Regions from separate parts of the Mus musculus genome. Here region 1 is linked to region 2. A link is a contact called in public HiCAR-type data. All regions are on one chromosome and are shown on one strand. The core of a region is the stretch at or near the end of the contact, and the rest is flanking DNA. Distances in the headings are between cores, read along the strand shown.

What was found. HiCAR-type assays count read pairs that join an accessible place to other places.
Region 1: a HiCAR-type map of astrocytes shows a contact between it and region 2, with 2.7 times the contacts expected there. The contact joins two enhancer-like sites. A contact is called at or near these places in 2 of 39 promoter capture datasets (cranial neural crest and hippocampal neurons), 8 of 484 Hi-C or Micro-C datasets (cerebral cortex, cortical neurons, embryonic stem cells and 2 more), 9 of 115 datasets of contacts at active chromatin or transcription factors (VIP interneurons, astrocytes, embryonic basal ganglia and 6 more) and 1 of 9 other capture datasets (embryonic stem cells).

Annotation. Positions count from the first base shown.
Region 1 is chr8:89,025,666-89,032,745 of GRCm38.p6, forward strand. Sall1 (spalt like transcription factor 1) reads right to left here. Exons shown (of 3, transcript NM_001371070.1): 2 at 4,279-7,080; 3 at 1,577-3,153. The coding sequence ends at 2,713. Among named protein-coding and RNA genes, the nearest start is that of Mir8110, 4.5 kb to the left of the region's middle. Within about 2 kb of position 2,921, at least 8 of the 459 cell types and tissues checked have an H3K27ac peak or open chromatin away from gene starts, as enhancers often do. A contact at or near this core is called in VIP interneurons and astrocytes, where this site is marked.
Region 2 is chr8:88,791,089-88,797,497 of GRCm38.p6, forward strand. No RefSeq gene overlaps it. Among named protein-coding and RNA genes, the nearest start is that of Gm42034, 46 kb to the right of the region's middle. Within about 2 kb of position 1,748, at least 93 of the 459 cell types and tissues checked have an H3K27ac peak or open chromatin away from gene starts, as enhancers often do. A contact at or near this core is called in VIP interneurons and astrocytes, where this site is marked.

The sequences.
Region 1 (7,080 bases), core at 1,671-4,170, 240 kb after region 2:
CAGAAGGCCCTAGAAGGGAGCTTCAAGGGCTAGAGGGGAAAGCGCCCGCCCCTGCCCCCTCGCGGAGACGGCCTCGCAACTCTGTGGGCATCGCGGGGACGCTGGACCTGGAGACACGGCGGGACTATGGCAACCAGGGAGCGCGGGCCCAGCTGCAGCGCGGTGAACGGGGAGGGTGGCAGAGGCGCTGTCACTGCCTGGCCCCTCGTGGTGGCCGCAGACGGGGGACAGCCCCGACGTCCCCAGGCTTCGTGCCGGGACCAGGAACGTCGCCGCCCCCATGGACAAGGCGAGACCTGTGAGGAGACCGTGGCCTCTCGGACAGCCGAGCGTCTGGCCTCTTAACCCAGTGCTCACTCTGGTGGGGAGGGGTGCGAGAAGGGGGAGGGGGATTAAAAAGAGGCTGCAGGCAGGGTGACGGGAAAGGACCTGGAGGTGAACGAGAACCAAGGCCTCTGATCGGTTCCCCCCCCCCCCCCCCGCTGTGTCCACCATCTCTGACTTGGGGTATGGGGGTGGGGGTGGGCTCGCCCCGAGCGATCAGGCCAGAGAAAGCAAGGGCTTTTCCCCGACTGGACCTGACGCTGGAGTCAGCGCTGTAAGGACCCTTGCGGTTCTCTGGGCTTCGGAGTGTAGGAAAAATCTTGGGGAAGAACGGCTTGGGATAGCCCAGGCCTGCTGGGAGCTTCTGCCGGAGTCGCCCAGGTTGGCCCAGGTTTGTCAGCCTCCCCTGAGCACAGCCAGGTTCGGTGAGATTCATCACCTCCCAGAGACAAAGAGAGTTCATAGACCCCTGGGCAGACAACTTTCACCCTGCCTATTGCCACTCCAAAACTGTGCTCAGGAGTAAAACATGCCCTTGAACAAAAGACAGAAAGGAAGGCAACTCAGGTTAACTTGGATGATCAACTATTTCAAGTTGCTCCTACAGATCTGTATAATAGATTTTTTTGTTGTTGTCGTTTTAAATATGTATGTGCTTTTAAATGCGTAAAAGACCAATTAAATAAAGAAAAATTTCACCTCCTGGGTTGAGGCCCAGTTTCTAGTCAGATTATATAACCCTGCTGCATGGGGAATTCTCCAGCAATGCAGCTCTCAGCTGCCTGAAAAAACATGCCACGGAATCAAGTGAAACGGAACTAGAATAGTTAAATCTTAAATCCACCGATCCAGTTTAAAGGATGGACCTTACCTGTCAAGATGAGGTCTCAAACCTCAACTAATGCCCCCCTCACCCACTTGGAAGTGGAGTGGGAGAAGACTAGAGATGAGTATACACTCTAAAACAAGAAATGGATATAGTGGAAATAGTTAGGTCGCCAGATCTCAAAAACAAGCAAACAAAAAAACAAACAACAAAATAAAAACAAAAAACCAAATGAAAAAAAAAACCCAAACCAAAACAAAAGGCAGGCCCATGCATGCCCAATTCTGTTATGCCTTTTACAATTTTTTCTTATTTAGAGATACTAGCTCACAGTCAGAATTTACAGCTACCTAGGGAAATGTTAAACTACCTTTAGGGCCCTGGCTAAATAGAAATGCACTCTACAAACACAGACACAATATGTTGTTTTATCTGTTGCAAAAAAAATGTATTTGATTACTTGAGTAAAATTACAGTATCTCTGTTGTTAGTAAGTATTAAATGTTAAAGAAATTGGAACCCCCCCCTTCAACTTTCCAAGAAAGTGCATGTAACAGTCCATTTTTTTCCTTCCATACCTAATACAAAATAAACCAACACTATACCTGCTCTTGATCAAGAGGCATTTGCTCTTGTAAGGAACATATGTACATTTTAATGAAAGTGATATTTCTTATTGTATATAGAAGAGCATCTACATTTCTCCACTGAAGGTCGTTCAAGATGCTATCGTTAGCAGCATTGTGAAATTCCAGCACACGTTTTCTACTGTGAATATACCCTACAAGGCCAAAATGCTACGTCTCAGTTTCAACTACCAAAACAACACTTGTGGTTTTTTTTTCCTCTAAAGAATTCTGCGTGCTTATTACTGTACAGAAACGTATTAACATTGAAGACGACTCAAGTAAAAAGCACAATACAAATAGTTCAAAACGGAAATGGTTAACTCTCTAAAACAAAACCAAAAAAAAAGCAGGTTGAAGTTTAGAATCAAAATGAAACCAAAACCAAAACAAACAAACAAACAAACAACAACAACAACAAACCCTAAGCCTTCCAAATGTTCAGCCTGTACTTAAAGTCCTTCCCTTAAATCTGTTTGGAAAGATTAGACAATGTGTTCGCTGATAAAATTTTCCAGCAGGATCAAAGTGTACATTTATATACAGACTTTATTAGAGATCTAACGTATCACGGAGGCATTGCATCAACACCAGATTCATATTAAACTGGATATAGAAAATAAGTTAATGCCGGATTAAGACCGCCTAGCAGGGCAACTTGCGATTGCCATAAATGTTACAGCAAGCTAGGAGCACTCTAGTCCATTAGTATTTAGTCCAAAATACAGAAGACCAAAGTTAATGCCTGCACTCTGTTTGCAAAGCAAGGTTATAGCACTAATAAATAAGCTTTCTTAGAACTCTAGAGGTTGAACAACATACAAAAGAATGTCTTCATAGTGTAGTTCATAGTCCCAGGGGCCAGAAGGTAAAGGGCGGGGGGAGGGGCAGGAGGCAACCTCGGGCGACATTCTGAGAGGAAGCACTCTGGCAGCTTTAGCTTGTGACGATCTCTTTGCTGTCCTCCACGAAGCGGGTGAAACGGAAGTTGGTTCCGTTCTCGCTGCTCGCCATTTTCTCCAGGCCAGCCAGAGGAGCACTGGGTTCCGAATTGCCCAGTTTTTCCACGTTCCCAGTCAGCCCACTGATAGGTGAGCTGCTCCCACTGCCCAGGCTTCCAGGAATTGGAGGGATGCCGCCGTTCTGAATGACAGAGATCTCGTTGGCCTTCATGGCCAGCCCGTTGGACAGTGCTGCTGTATACTGGTTCCAAAAGCTGGACGGATCCCCACTTCCTGACCTCGCCGCTAGATCCTTCTGGAACATTTCTGGGAACTTGACAGGATTGCCTCCTAGAAATGTCATGGGGCCATCCACTGAGAGCCGCCGGCCCCGGCGTGCAGGGGTGCTGTTCCACATATGGGTGCCCATGTGGACCTGTAATGTGGGTTGGGGAAGAGAGAGAAGAAACAAGAGAGAGAGCCAGGAGCTTAATAGCCGATTCTGTCTCAACTCATATCCCAACACTCGACAAAGCAAGTGACCCGAATGTCTATTCTTATTACAGGACAGACAGGGGAAAAGACACCAGGAACCATCCACTCCCATGGTCTAGTAATAACGTGTTTGCTCTCTGCAGTGCTGGGTTGGCTCTCCTCTTCCTGGCTAACTCGCCTTACTTACTCTGTTTTTATTACCTGTATTTAGCTTATAATGGCCTCAAGCAAGCCAGGCAGTCATAGATAGCTCCTCGCAGGGTTAGAATTGTTATGTCCACTCTCATTGCAGTGGTAAGTATTGTATCTGACACTCTTTACCCTGTAGATGTCCTTTTCAGATGGGAAGAAAGTAACCCTCACTGATTGCCCATTGGAGGGCCTTGCGCAGAGAGAAAAACCCAGAAAGTAATTATTCATCCCACATTACTGGCAGCAACCTCCCGAGGAATACTCTGTCAACAGAAAAATGTACACAGCGAGAGTGCTCAACTGTTGCTCTAGAACGAGCATATTTGCTTTATTTCCAACACATATCAGTAGGAAATGTCGTGTAATCAATTATCATAATACCCATTAGGTGAGGAGTGACGTTACTGTTGCTAGAAAAATAAACCATGCTAGACTGGGGTTATGAAAAATAGCTGCATACGCCGAAGAGAGCCGTAGAGAGCTGTAATTATTAAGTGATATGGGCAGTGTGCAGGCCACACGGAGGTCTTTAATCAATACCCCATGGCAACGCCAGGCTGTCTGATTTGGTAGGTAAAGCAATTCATTTGATGCACTTAAGCTAGACAGCAGAAAGAGGCCTGCTGCTTCGCTTAGGTACCAAATTATTCAAGGCGTTGGGACAGGCAGCAAGCTACAGGCTGCCCTTGTCCCTGCCATGATCCTGACCTCACAAGGCTCCTCCATGTCTCCCCACCTCAGCTACGTGGAGCAGGTCCCCTTTCCAGAACCTTCTCCCTGGCTACGCAGCTGAGGGCTCCAGGACCATGTGCAATCATCAACCAAGGGCATGGGGAAGGGCTGAGGGGCGGTAGGGTGCGGGCAGAGCGGGTACCTTCAGATTGCCTTTTGTTGTGAATGCTCTTCCACAGATAGTGCAAGCAAAGGGCTTCTCTCCAGTGTGAGTTCTCTCGTGGATCTGCAGGGCACTCGAAGAAGAGAAGGTTTTACCACACGTGTTACAATAGTGCTGTTTGGGAGTTCTCCGGGGCAGAGCTGGGAGCAGAACTGGGGATGTCGCAGAGGACGACAGAGGCCCCTGAGGGACATGACTAGTGGGGGCGTCCTTACTGTCCTGAGGAGAAACGTGTACAAAGCCGTTGACCTCTGTTTTGATGAGAGATGACAGCGAGTTGGCGGGAATCACTGCAGAGTTCTGATTGGGGCCGAGGTTGGAACTGGGCTCAAAGAGCTGCGATGGCAGATCTCGCATCTGATGTGTCAACATGTGCTGCTTCAAATTACCCTTTGTGGAAAAGCCACGATTGCAAACTGTGCAAATGAACGGTCTCTCTTTGGTATGACTTCTGTAGTGAATGTCCAAGGCACTCTGACAAGCAAAGGTCTTGCCACAAATGTCGCAAGCAGTGTTTTTAAATTTACCCCGGTCTCTGAAAGGAAAGAGGATTCCCAGAGAATCTTCTTTGATGATTTTCTCTGCATGACTAGAAGTCAAGTCCAAAGCACCTCCGTTCACTGGGGTGGGAGATAGACCATTGGCGAACTCGCCTGGCCCCACTCGCTGTGGCTTTTCCTCCATGCCGGGTGACTTGTGGAATTCTTGGGTGCTGTTGGACGGGGACAGAGCCTGCATGGAAGAGGTAGACTCTGAGATGGCTGGGCTGCCTGCACTCTGGCTCTCCATGTCGCCACCCACTGAGGAAGAGTCGTTGGTCAGCACATCCCCTTCCATGGATCCGTTCTCCACAGACTTCAGGCTGGCCTGCAGCTGCTCCGCCAGGCCAGCATTGATCATCTTCATCTGATTTTCCAGAGCAGCGATGCTCGACATCTCGAGGGGCAGAGGCGAAGATGACAGGCTATCTTGGGAAGCGTCCGCTGACTTGGGTGTGTCTGGGATGCTGCCCTCAGGACACTCTTCCATATTCTCATCTGAGAAGTTGTCTAAGTCGTCGAAATTTTTCTCATCAAAGGAGCCTGTGTCAGACTCCATGGACTCAGGGTAGTTGTCAGGGACTGGGGTGTTGGGGATCTGGCCTCCCATGTGCATACGAATATGCTGCTGGAGGACCACTGCGTTTGTGAACTTCTTCTGACAGATGGGGCAGGAATGCTGGACTCTGAGTGGAGGCATAGCCCGATGGACGCTGTAGTGGGTCTTGAGGTTCCCTTTCGTGGTGAAAGCCCGGCCGCAGATCTTACACTTGAAGGGCCTCTCCCCAGTGTGTGTCCGGTAGTGCATTTTCAAGGCGCTCTGACAGCTGAGAACCCGGTGGCAGATGATACACTCATTGGGATCCGTGGCCTTCTTGTCAATGTTTTCTACCAGTTGCTGCAGCTTGGATGTCTCTGAGGCCTGGGCCGAATCTAAGAGTCCCCCAAAAGGAAACTTGGCCTTGAACTGCTCAGACATGAGGGGCAACAGAGGGTTGGTGAAGGTGGTCCCTCCTGGACCACCGTCAGCCACTGGGGAGTTCAGAGTACTGTTGCCCGCTGTCGGGACGGCGGAGCTTGCCATGTTACTCTCTTCACCCTTGCCACCAAAGGGTGGCACAGCAGACCCTTCCACTTCCTCAGGGACGCCACTTGGGTTTCTTGTGGCCAAATCAGGGGCCCCGGAGTCACTTTTGACTGAGCCTTGGGGACTGGCAGCAGAATGGCTAATAGGGATGGGGGCTGGCTCTTCCGTCTTGATGAAGGGCGTGAGGCTTGGGAGAGTTGGAGGCAATGGTAGGCCGACGGAAGTGGTCAGAGTGGGCAGGACTGGCTTGGTGTCTAGCCAGCTGGTAACTGGCTTCTCTGGAGGGATGGACATGCCGTAGGGGATGCCGGTGCTCGTGGGGACATTGTCCAAGTGCTCCGGTACAGGGTAGGGGTTCATCTGGATGTGGGGGTACTTCTCTTTGTGGCGCTGGAAGTGGACTTTCAGATTGCCCTTAGTAGAGAACCTGTTCCCACAGATGTTGCACTTGAATGGCCTCTCTCCAGTATGGGAGCGCAAGTGGATCTGCAAGGCACTGTCGCTCCCGAAGACCTTCGCACAGAACCTGCACTTGTGTTTAAAGAACGCCTCGTCTGAAGTACTTTTCGCTTCAAAGGCAGTGACATTTGGTGGCTTGCTTTTTCTTTGCTGGGCCAAGGCAGACAGGGAGTTCAAATCTTCTGCGGTTGTTGCAATGTTAGGCAAAGGGGTAGGGAAAACAGCGTTAGCTGGGGTCGGCTGAGGTAGAAGTGGGTTAGATGCAGGACTCAACAGACTGCTTATTGCGAATGCTGGTGAGGACGATGCTGAGACGGCCGGGGAGCTGACATGGGAGGCACCAGCATTGGAAGCCACTTTTTCTGAGGACGGGGTGGGCACTGCAGCCGTCACTATGCTCATGTTGGGAGAAGTGCCACCACTGGGCGGGACGATGGAGGTGCCGGAGCTGCTCTGAGGTAGCTGGACGTGGGGGAGCTGCTTCACACCGCTGATGTTGGCAGATTGGCTAGCAAGGCTCTGTGCTAATCCAGCTGCCACCGCCAGCTGTTGAGACAGATGGGAGCTCAGTGTGGTCAAGGGGTTGGCAGATGTTCGTAAAGTACCTTGAGACGGGATAGAGGGTGCTGCCGGCAGGTCTGCGCTCTGAGAGGCCAGCAGCAGTATTTGGTGACGTATTTGCTCTATGAGCTGCAG
Region 2 (6,409 bases), core at 498-2,997:
GACTGAGGCAAACCAGAGACCAATGGAACAGAGTCATAACTGAGATATCTGTATCCACCCATGCCTGAAGGCGGTGCTGGGCTCTCATTTAAACAAGGCAATGGGCCCTCTTTGCATTGGGCCAATGTCAGCCCAGAGTCCTGATGGCCCTAGGCCATATTTGGTGCCTCTCCATCCACTGTCCATGGACTCTGCCCCTCCATTTTCTAATCAAACACCTTTCCATGTCCCAATCCTTTACTGTGGTGCAAGCGTCTCCTTTTCTTCCTTCTGGTGGCCACAGAGTATGAGAGGGACTGAAGGGAAAGAGTGGGCAGAAGGGTGTCACACAAGGCCAGGGAGCCTGAGGACCAAGGATCCAACTGAAGCACCCCAAGAGCCAGCCCAGACCCCACTGGCCGGCTTATTTTAAGGAAGGGAGAATAGACAGAGAGTCGTGTGGTTTGCTCAAGCCGCCCAGAAAGTGGTTGAGCTGAACCTGAGTCCCCTCTATAAAATCCACCATCAGTAAGCCTGTACACAAAGCCTTGCCTGTCCTAAGAGGAGGACTATTTGTGACAAAGGGTTGGCTCAAGAAAATAGAGACCTGGCCCTTGTTCTGCAGAAGAGTAGTGGTTTTGGGGTGCGTGTACAAGTGTGAATACAAACATACAGGTCACCTCAACCCCAACCCCTGTCTTCATCCTGACCCATTTTTACTGAGGTCAGCTAAGGGGTGGCTAAAACATTCTGGGTGAGGGGGGTTGGATGCATTAGATGCATCAGGCGTATAAGCAAAGGCTCTTTAATAATTTTTTTCTTAAAAAAAAAGCTATATGTAGCTCCTGCTGTAACCCAGAGTATTCCCCAGAGTCCACAGGCTCACTTTAGCCCAATAGCTCCTAACCATCCCCTCCCCCCCAGTAATGTGTGCTTGCTGCCAGGACTTGCCAATTTATCACTTTGAGTAGTGGCTTGCTGGGATCAATGGGGACTTAGCCTGGCTCCCACCCTCCACATACATCTCTATGGAAGGTTCATGTTCTAACTCTGAAGTTGCCAGATGCATCTCCCACAGTGCTAAGACCTTTCTTTGCCCACAGTCCCATAAGTCTACCCAGGGACCAGCCTGTTACCATGGTCACAGGCCCAGGAAGCTCTCATCTCATCCCTGTCCCTTCTCTGATGCTCTGTTGTAGCCGGCAATACCCATCCCCGACTTCTTTCTTCCCTTCCAGAGCATTTCACTCTATAACTCAAGTTGATCTCCAGCTCATGAAGATCCTCCTGCCTCAGCCTTCTGGGATTACAGGTATGTGTGACTAGGCCAGCTTAGTCTGTGGCTTTCCTGTCATGTGGCTCCTGGAGTCCCAGGGGCCAGCTATTTTGGAGGGGCCCTGGGTCTACTCTGCCTTCACCGTTTGCAAGTAGAAATGGTTTTAGCTGCTGGCTAAATAATAAGCTACCCGTATATTGCCTGTCTTCATTGTGTTGTTGTAAAAGGAAAACTAATCAGGGTATGGTGGTATAGGCCTGTCGTCATACCAGTCCTTAGGAAGCAGAGGCAGGATGATCAGGAGTTCAAAGCCATCTTTGGCTACACTAGTCAGCTGGAGAATAGCCTGGGCTATGTACAACCCTGTCTCAAAACAAAACAGCAAAGCAAACAGAGGAGGAGGGACAGCAGAAGCAGAACCTAAATACACCCACGGCAAGTGTCAACAGCTGAGATTCAGGCAGCCTGGCAGCCTGCAGACACTTGGCTCCCTCCCCTATACCTTGAAAGTCTGAACAATGAGGCCTTTTGTGGGTTGGTCTCTTCTGCTGGGCCCTCTGAGTCACTGCATATTTTTGTGTGTGCAGCAACAAACGGTGTGACTCATTCTCCCACTGGGGGCATTTGGGGACTTGTTCTGTTTTACTTACAATTGCAGGAGGAGAAAAAAAAATCAGATATTACAGAGGTGAGAAAAAAATATAGCAAAGTCAAATAGTCCACCTCTGCGTGTTCCAGGCTGGCAGGACGAGTGCAGGTCCGAGGTTACTGGTCAGGGTTCCTGGGGGTGGGGCTTGGGGGTTCAAGGTGGTTAAAGTTTGACAAGTTTCTGCTAAGGTCAAATAAGGGAGAGGTTAAACTTCTAAGAAACCCCATGTCAAAGGCTTCTTACCCAAATCGGAGAGTCCTCTAGGCCCCAGGAAGAGGTGACATGGTCCCGTGTTGTGTGTCTCCGACCTCCTACACCTCATCAAGCTAGAGTTCCATGTTCAGAAAAGAGGTGTGTGTAGACTTTTTCTTTACTCATGTGGATGATGGCTTCCAGCCTGCTTTCCTTCCAGAGTCGGGTTGCCAGGAGTTTGAGGCTAAATGGGGCTGATAATAATGGAGAAAGTGAGCCACAGCTGAAAGGCTCTAGAGAGGCGCCTACGTGTTATAAGGCCGGCCCCTAGACAGATGGCCATCCCCTTCCTCCATCCGCCTGTCCCTATGGCTCTGCAGTCTCCATGCCCCATGCTTTGGCCAAGTCCCGTCCACACCGTGATCCCAGGGCTCTGCAGCGATGCCCTGGATCTAGGCCTTTAGCAGAGACCATTTCAGCCTAAATTCTGTGCCTCTCGGACCAGGTCCTCTGGAGGCTCTGGGCCTTGGAGGCCAGGATCCCAGCTCCAAGCTTGCAGGGCAGTAGAGGTGCGGGCGTGGCCAGGTACTGGGGCTTCAAGAACTAGCATTCGGAGCACGTGTCTCCTCTCGGAGCTGCGGGGCCTGTCTCTTTCTATTAGTTTAACAAGCCCTGGTATTAATGAGATTGCTCTATAATTGAACCTTTTCACGGGTCCCTCGGTAATGAAATTATGCTAATTTGCATTCAGCACCACTAGGCATCCATCACGCGGGATCAGCCGGGAGCGGCCGGTGAAGCGGCGTGAATGCACCGCTAATTATCACCGAAATGAACAAACCCGGCAGGATTATGATTTCATCTTTTGCCCTTCTCACCACTGGCTCCACCCTGTCTACATTCGTCTTTTCATGCATATGCTTGTTGGTGGGATGGGAGCAGGAAGCTGCTGCCATTGGCTGAGTGGCAGCAGAGCCTGGCACCTCTGCAGGCACCTGCAGGCTGGGTGCTGCTGCTGTTGCTGCTAGCCAATTTGAGTGGGCAGTGTGGGAGCCTACTACCTGTCTCTGAATGTGCAGCCTGCTGGGGTGTGTGTGTGTGTGTGTATGTGTGTGTGTTCACTCCCTCTCTGGGCTGAGGGTGGTGGTGTGTGTCTAATGAATGTCTGAGTCTTCATGCAAGGCTCTTAGCCTGCATGCTTGCCCGTTGGACATCTGAGCAGTTCATCTGTACCTCTGGTAGTGCACAGATGTGACCAATGCATTTGTACCTCTCGTTGAGTGCACATGTGTGTGTTTGCCTGTGGGGTTTATGGCTCTGCCACTGTCTGATATGCTGAAGTGTGAGGGCTTGTATCCTTGTGAATGATTGCCAACGTGCCACATCACTGTGAAGATGTGGAGTGACGGAGTATTCGACTACCCTGGTTGTCCAGTGGCTGGAGAATGGTGGCTTCTGATAGCTGCCACATTCAGGGACCCACTATGAAACTGTAGGGTCACCACAACAGGGGGACAGCTAGAGGGCTCCCTCCTCCCATTGCTGGATCCTCAAGGATTCTACTCAGCTCTCGGTGAGCCGAGAAGAGCTGAGACGACTTTTCTGGTTAGATCTGCACTATGATGACTTGGAAGGGATTCATTTGACTCAGGGTAAATAACAAAAATATTCCGTGCAAAGCCGAGTGTATGCAGTGCGTTATAGCGCCTCATCTCTTGGTACCCCTTCCTATCAGGCTTATGGGATGCTCGTGGGCTAGTGTGGTGGAACAAGGCCAGTGAGGTCTGCTCAGTGTCCACTGGGGCAGAGGTGAAGCTCCTAATTAGTACACGGGCCACCCCGCCACTGGCTTTGCATGGCATGTCCATATTCTGTACCTTCTGTTTCCCGAGCTATGAGCCAGGAGTATGAGAGATATGAGCCAGTTAACTTTCTAGGATGTTTGCACAAGAGCATGGAGTGCCAGGCTTCTGACAGCTGTACATCAGCAAGGTTGACTAGAGCTCTCATGGATCAAAGAATGTGTTTTACACACATACACGTTTCTGAGCCTGTTTCACTGGATGGAACATATGTGATAATCTATGTTATGACATGGTTGTGTGAGGGTGAAAATGGAGTCAGTAGTGTATAAATGTGCAATAGCTGGCTTGGTATAAAAACACTGTATGTGTATACCACAAAATTAATTATGTGACTTGCAAATGCAAAGGGATAATAGAGGTTTATACACCATCTAGCCAATGCTTCTTGTAAGTTCCCTACAGTCCACCGGTTCTCCCAACATGCTGGCTGGGTTTCGTCACTTTCCGTCCCACAGAAAGGTGATGGTGGCAGCTGATGAACAGGTACAAGTCTGAGGTAAAGTTTATCAGTGCTTTATTTTCATAAATGAGGCCAATGGAAGCAAAACAACTTAAATATGTGTCAAAACTTTGCCCGTTCCCAGTGGTGTGAGAGGCCTTCTTGTTGAGTGAGAAATGTTTTTTGGATATTGGGGAAATAACTTCTGAATGCTTTGCTCTGCTTAACCATATAATGGCTTTAGAAGCCACACACTTAAGTTTAAGAGGCATTGTTAATATTTTCCGCTAGTTTTCTTTAAAGTCTAGACAATCAACCAAACAATAAATCAAGTCTTGCTGTGTGATGTTAGCTGGTATCTATGGTGTATACTTCTATGACAGCTGATTGTAAACTAAGAACATTGTACCATTGAACTTCCAGTTGGGAAGCGACTTAAAACAGCACCCAAATGCATAATGAGGTGACAGTTCCACCTGAGGCTTCCTGCACAGGTTCACAGTTGGGATGCTAGGTCTCCAGCACTAGAATGCTCTCTTGAAGGCTGTAGATCTTTAAGAGGTGGGGCCTGGCTGATGGGCGTGGCCTTTAGGGGCTGGCCTTGGAAGGGTACACCCATCCTAGGCTCCACCCACCTTTTCTCTGCTTTGTATCTGCCACCATGTGAGACATCTCTGCCACACATTACGGATACAATGGATGAAGCTGCCACCATCCCTCCTTAGCGGCAATGGACCAAATCGTAAACCAGGGGTCCTCAACCTTCCTAATGCCATGACTCTCACCTTGTGATGAGCCCAAACCATAAAATTATTTCCTTGCTACTTTGCAACTGTAAGTTTGTGACCATTATGAATTGTAATGTAAATATCTAATAAGTGACCCCAGTTGGAGGTCGAGACTCACAGGTTGAGAACTACTGCATGCGAACTGAACTAAACCCTTACTCGGGGCTGCTTCTGTCCGGTGTTTTGTCTCAGGGAAAAGAATAGCTAACATACCGTTTCGACCAAAAAGGTATTCTAGATTAGTGACAGTGAGGGCGCAGGTAATAACATATAATTAGGAAGTGATGAGCTATGGGGATTATTGTTTGCTTTAAAAATATAATCGATTTATGCATAGATTTATATCATTTAACTTTTAATAGAGAGCAATTAAAAACCACTAGTGCTTTCTCAGTAAACTTAACAAGCTGGATGAAGCTATCTGTGGCACAAGGATGGAGCAAAGTAAAGGACCGCGGGGTCTGGTATGCTTCAGTTACTCTTATAAAGCAGTAAGCGTTCTTATTCATTCTTGCTGGTAGTGGTGCTGGCGAAAGTCCTTCAGTAGGACTACTCAGGCCACTTCCGACTCACCGGCTTCTGAAATGGTTCATGATCCATCACCATGTCTCAGGCATCTGAGCAGGAGCCGGGAATGCTGTTTGTTTTGGAAACGGAGCATGATTCGGAATAGCCTTGCACAGGGTGGTGTAAATTATACAAGCTTCCACCTTGAGTGTGGGAGAGGCCTGACATTGAAGTGAAATGACAAACACCAGAGTGTACAAATCTCAAACTGGCAGTTTGATGAGTTTGACAAGTGTCCCCCTGATGCCCCACGGGAAGGTAGGTGGAGAGTTCCTGATCATCTCTTTGGGTTCACCCCGACATGTACCGTGGGAAATTGGTGTTCTATTACTGTATTAGTCAGGGTTCTCTAGAGTCACAGAACTTATGGTAATTTCTATATAGTAAGGGAATTTGTTGATGACTTCCAGTCTGTAGTCCAACTCCCCAACAATGGTCAGTAGCAGTTGTAAATGGAAGTCGAAGGATCTAGCAGTTGCTCAGTCCCACAAGGCAAGCAGGGAAGAAGAGAGAATCTTCCTTCTTCCAATGTCCTTATGTAGGTCTCCAGCAGAAGGTGTGGCCCAGATTAAAGGTGTGTGCCACCAAGCCTGGATCTGGGACTTGCTTTGTCTCAGATGAACTGGAACTCAGAGATCTCCTTGCCTTGGTCTC